Regions from separate parts of the Zea mays genome. Here region 2 is linked to region 1. A link is a contact called in public Hi-C data. All regions are on one chromosome and are shown on one strand. Each heading gives the region's core, a stretch centred on a gene start, on an enhancer-like site or on the middle of the called end of the contact. The rest is flanking DNA. Distances are from core to core; before and after follow the strand shown.

Region 1 (2,700 bases), core at 97-2,596:
CCTGCTCACGGGCGCCTCCTCGCACGCCCGAGGGAACCGCCGCCGCCGCTAAAACCTAATCTCTGGCGGCGTGGGGGTGTTTTTATAGTGACGGCGTGGGCCCGATTCACGTAATATGCGCAGACTATATTTGCATAAACTGATACACACATCAGCATAACTCGTATTATAATTTAGCGTAAGCACAGGTAGGTACAATAAGCCCAGGGCTCCGGTGCGGTCTGCACACCTGGTCAGGGCTTCCTGTAGTTAAATAGAGCCCAGGGCTCTAAATACTATATATATATATATATATATATATATATATATATATATATATATATATATATATATATATATATATATATATATATATATATATATATAGTAGAGGAATAAGATATAGAAGATGAAATCTTTTAGAGATATTTATTAAGGACATGTATAAAAGGAATGATATAGAGGATATGACGGTTGACAACTTAGGGGTTGTTCGGTTGTTTGGGAACGGTGACCCGGAATAATTCCGAGCCACGTTGCTTTTCTAATTTATGTAAGTTTTGATTAACCTGAAAAATTTTCAGGGCCATTTCTGGAGAAATGAACAGGGCCTTAAGGGGCTAATACCAATTAAGTTTATTTGGTTTTAAAATTGCTTCCAGAATATCCGTACGTTTTAGGGAACTTGTGTGTTGTTTCTAAAGTCTTAATAGAAACCAATCCATCGCAGATATTACCTGCTTACACGTTTGAAATTGTTTGCCAGGAGACAATGTTCTAGCATCCATATCCACCGTAGGGGCTGGTGCCAGAACAAAGATTGCAAGTCATGCTCATACATGGTGCAGCACAAGGAAAAAATATTCCCTAAATTCTAGATTCTAAAACATTTTTAGCTCATATGCGTATTCGTTGACTGAACCTCGTTCTAAGATATTTCTAATGGCTCTATCATTTGCATTTCTCTTCTAAACTTGCCAACTCTATCTTGACCATTCTTTAGTCTAAGTTCAAATGTTGGAACTGTATCCCCCGGCCCCTCCACCCGGGAGGCTATGACTAGGTGCACATGAATGACGATAAGGCAGACCCTAATCATTTCCTGGAGTAGCTTGCCGAGAGAGCCTCTGAAAGTCCACCTGCCTTTAAGAAGTAGAGTCCACATCCTTAGTCGAAGAAGAGAACGAAGGACGTGGTTCGAGTCGACGAATTAGACGATGCACCCCCTCCTTCGACTCTGAGTCTTAGGCGCTACAAGTGCCCCCGATCGAACATCTGGATCGGAACGCCTCCTCGTCCCTAGGGGGTGACCTAGAGCCACTGGCGGGGACGACAACGATCGACCCCTGGGCCGGCTCTGCTGCTGTCTGGCCCAAGGATCATGATGACTCGACTATAAATAGCCAAATGGGCCGTGCTTGACGGGTCGGCCCGAAGCACGATCCGTTTAATAGTGTCGGGCCGGGCTCGGCACGACAGCCGTGTCGTACCGTGCTTGGGCCGCTGTCTCGGCCTGCAGTGCCGGCCCAGCTCGGCACGATTATATATTTTTTATTTTATAAAACATAGTGTGTGTATATATATATATATTTATATTTTATATTTGCTATTTATAACAAATACACTAGAGTTCCACTGGTTAGTCTCTTACATATAGTGCTTTCAGCTTTGTAGAGGGAGGTAACCTCACTGCAGACAGTTTTTTTGCATTTTTTCTGATTAAATGGACAACATGGGCAATTAAACGGGCCGGTCCGGCATGGCTAACAGGCCGGCGTGCCGTGCCTGGGCCGCGTCTGCGGCACGCGGGCCGACCGGGCACGACCCGTTTATCTGTCGGGCCTAACGGGCCCGTGCCGGGTCGTGTCGGGCCACCCGTTTGGGCACCTATAGACTCAACCTTTAAGACTGAGTCCTAAAGGGGCTCCTCCGCTCCTCTAAAAACGACCTTCAAAAAATTGCAAGGTATGACTAGTGTGTAGGCATTATTTCTTTAATAAGAATAATTCTAAATATGAATCTTGAATGTTGTAGGGAATCGACGGTGCTGCATGAGAATAAGGCAGGCCCTATCCCACCCGAGAAGGGCTCGACCACCAGCGCGCCTGCTGGTGTAGAGTCTGCTGCTATGCCACTTGAGCCTCCAGCTGACGTGTCAATCGGAAACGAGTCCTCTAGAGCCCCCAAGGGTCCAACTCAAGAGCGTCTAGCTAAGACGGTCATCCCCGTGGTGTCTGCGCTAGAGTGCAAGGTTGATCTTGCAGTTGTCGCTACTGAGCCCGTGGCGACACCAACCGAGCCCCGGGCTACACCCAGTCCTCGGCCCACCGCTAATCAATCGAGAGGTAACTATCTTAGGCCATCATTTGTATAAGGTGTTTTTATGTACCCAGTGTAGTCTTAGAGCTGTCAACTGATACAATGTTGCATAGATCTGGACATCGAGGATGTCTTGTGCGAGGCTAAGGCTACCATGTCGAACACCGAGTGTGACGATCTCTTGGTAATGTTCAAGTAGTACTTGATGGCAAATATTTATATGATGGAAGACCGGCTCTACCTATAAAAAGCTCAACAATACATTGTCGACTTCCACAAACATCATCAGGTATGTTTTTGTGCTTCAATTCATCTTCTAGGTTTCTTTTTATGATAAAGCTATTTCTAAGAAATCCTGAATGAGTTCAAGGAGAAATCTCTTCTGCTCGTGTTGACGTGTAA
Region 2 (2,700 bases), core at 165-2,664, 120 kb after region 1:
CTAACTGGTATGCTTATTTAATTTATATAAGTTTTCATCAGTCAAAACGATTTCTGGTCTATTTCTGGACAAACGAACAGAGTCTTAATCAGTTCAGACCTTGTTGTTACTCTATGTGATGAGGAGGACAACGCAGCGACCTAGCTTCCAGGTGCCGGTTGCTTGTGCCTGCAGTGTTTACTGTTTGGGATTGGGACCGGGATGGCTTGCTGGTATCAGGCAACGGCTAGCTGGGCAGCCACATGAGGACTTGTTCGGTTAATCCCGTTACCCATGGATTGGATGAGATTGGAAAAAATTAAGAAAGAGTTTGACTTAGTTGGGATTTAAACCCACCCAATCTCACTCAATCCATGTGGATTGAGAGCTAACCGAACAAGCCCTGAATGGACAGGACGAGTTCTCCCTCCAGATATAGGCGTTTCAATCACATTCATCAGACTCGTCCGTCAGGGTAAGAGGTAACTACTTGTTTTCTCGAGAAATTGAAGGAGGAGGCTGAGGGCGAAGAGAGGAACTTCTTCCGTGCCATCCCCCCCACTGTTTTGTCATGCGAAAAATGCGGCTTCGTGTGACGCATTTGCATTCATCATGGAGGAGGAGTTGTCATAGGATGGATGCTGTTGTTGTCGGGCTGCTAGCCTTGGGTGACAGTAATTTGGATGGATGTAAGGGTTAATATACTAGCATGTTCCTTTATTTAGGTGGCGTTCGGTTTCGAAGCCAGCTAGAATAGAGCAGCGGCTCTTTTTGTACTAGGAGCGGGCTTCGTAAGGAAGATTTTGAAAGAAAAAACGGATAGAGATTGTGCACAAAGGCACACGCTTCATTATTACTATTATTATTATTATTATTATTATTATTATTATTATTATTATTATTATTATTATTATTATTATTATTATTATTATTATTATTATTATAAAAATGCGCCGCTGTGTGCGTGTGTGTGTGTGTGGAGCAGACCATCAACCTTGTTCCGCTCAGTTGGTGGTGACCGTTAGTTTCGGTCAGCAGATTAATGAGAAATGCTGCTTCTGGACCTTGCCAACAAGCAAGCAAAAGCACAAACCGAGCCGGAGCAGACAGCAGAGCAAATTGCGGCTCGACAGAACTTTTGGCGAAAGCTTTCCACCACAGATGATCCGGCCCCGGCCCTCCCCCTCTGGTTTTCTACGGGTGAACGAACGGTGGTGGGGGCTGCCAGCCCGGGTCTGGATCTTCTAAATCCAGCAGTCCAGGCAACCCAACTGTTTTGCTAATATAGGGCGTGTTTGGTGTGACGCCTAAGCCGCCACACTGCGCCACACTTTTCAGCCACAAGTGTGGCGCCCAATTTAGCTGCCACACTTGTGGCTGAAAAGTGTGGCACGGTGTGGTGACTTAGGCGCCACACCAAACACGCCCATAGTTTTTCTGCCCGCAGTGGCGGTGTGGGACAGCCTGCCATTGCCAAGCACCGCTCACCGGTTCTCACGCCGTAGGTAGGTAGGGGTCGATCCCAACTCCTTCCTTCCCCTTTGCTGCTGCTTTAATTCCTTGCGCGAAGATCCCTCTTCTTCTTCTTCGTTTACAGCCGTTCTTTGCTCTAACCTCTGGACTTTAGCCGCTCCCACACGGCCTCCATCTTTCGGCATCGAGAGATCCAATAACATCAGGACCAAGAAAGTAAAAAGACGCAATCATTAGGAACTACTTTCTCTCCGTTTCTTTTTAATTGTCGCTGGATAGTTCAATTTTGCACTATCCAGCGACAAATAAAACGAAACGCTACTTATCTGCATTGCGCAGATTCTCTGCTAGCTAGGCTGTTGGCTCGCTCCTTCAATTCTCCTCTCCTCTCCTTCCGCACTCCACCCCCTCCTCCGTAGTAGTAGCAGCATAGCATCTGGTGGTGTGGTGGTCAAGGTTCAAGAACAAATTCAGCTGGAGGCCGGCGGAGATTATTTTATTCATTCCCCTCCGAGGTAGTACCATCGCAGATTCTCTTCTCGTTCGCGCTTCTTTCGTTCCCGACGACGCAGACCATTTTCTTTTTTCCTTTGGCTCTGCAGAGGCTGCATCGAAAAGGGGAGATCAAGGATCCCCGGAGGCTTGTAGCCGCAACAACCACAAGGTATTCCGGGAGAAGTTCGTTACTGTTCTTTCCAGGCCAGCCAGCCAGCCAGCCGTGTGGTGTGGTGTGCGAGCGGAAGGAAGCGCAGCGCAGGCGAACCACGGAAAGTGCGGGAGGAATAGATTCATTCTGCGCCGTCCACTCTTTTCTTTTCTTGGCCTCATGAGCTGTTTCAGATTCCGTCCGCCGCCCACACCGGCCACACGACGGAGTCATGCTGGCAGCAGTTGCCTCTTGTTCTCCTTTTTTTTTCTTCTTCAGCTCCGTTGGGAGGGAACTGAGAAATGAAACTGCGCGGCAGGGAGGCGGAGGGCGAGAGGCTTCTTCTCTGACCAGCGACCGGCTCGCCGTCCAGAGAAGAAGAAGAAGAAGAGGAGGAGGAGGAGGAAGAAGAAGAAGAAGCGCTCTTGGGCTCCGTCGTCGCATGAAGAAGGAAACCATGGAGGGGCATGTGCCATTGCCATTGCCATTGCTCCCGGACGGAGAAACTGCGGTGGGCTACAGCAAGGACGACGCCTCCTCGCCTCTGCAAGGTTGGAACTGTTTGAAAGACCAGGTCGTCGTTGCAGTTCTTCCACCTGTTG

Evidence for each region. A called contact is a pair of places that touch in the nucleus more often than the background predicts.
Region 2: a contact with region 1 is called in a Hi-C map of ear, with 2.6 times the contacts expected there. The contact joins the promoter of LOC103652735 here to the enhancer-like site in region 1. A contact is called at or near these places in 7 of 25 Hi-C or Micro-C datasets (bundle sheath, ear, leaf and 2 more).

What each region holds. Positions count from the first base shown.
Region 1 is chr4:4,595,940-4,598,639 of Zm-B73-REFERENCE-NAM-5.0, forward strand. No RefSeq gene overlaps it. Among protein-coding and RNA genes, the nearest start is that of LOC118476856, 14 kb to the left of the region's middle. Within about 2 kb of position 1,347, at least 16 of the 20 cell types and tissues checked have an H3K27ac peak or open chromatin away from gene starts, as enhancers often do. A contact at or near this core is called in ear, leaf mesophyll and tassel, where this site is marked.
Region 2 is chr4:4,720,118-4,722,817 of Zm-B73-REFERENCE-NAM-5.0, forward strand. LOC103652735 (kinesin-like protein KIN-14O) reads left to right here and starts at 1,415. Exons shown (of 12, transcript XM_020552423.3): 1 at 1,415-1,967; 2 at 2,055-2,116; 3 at 2,418-2,649. The coding sequence starts at 2,541.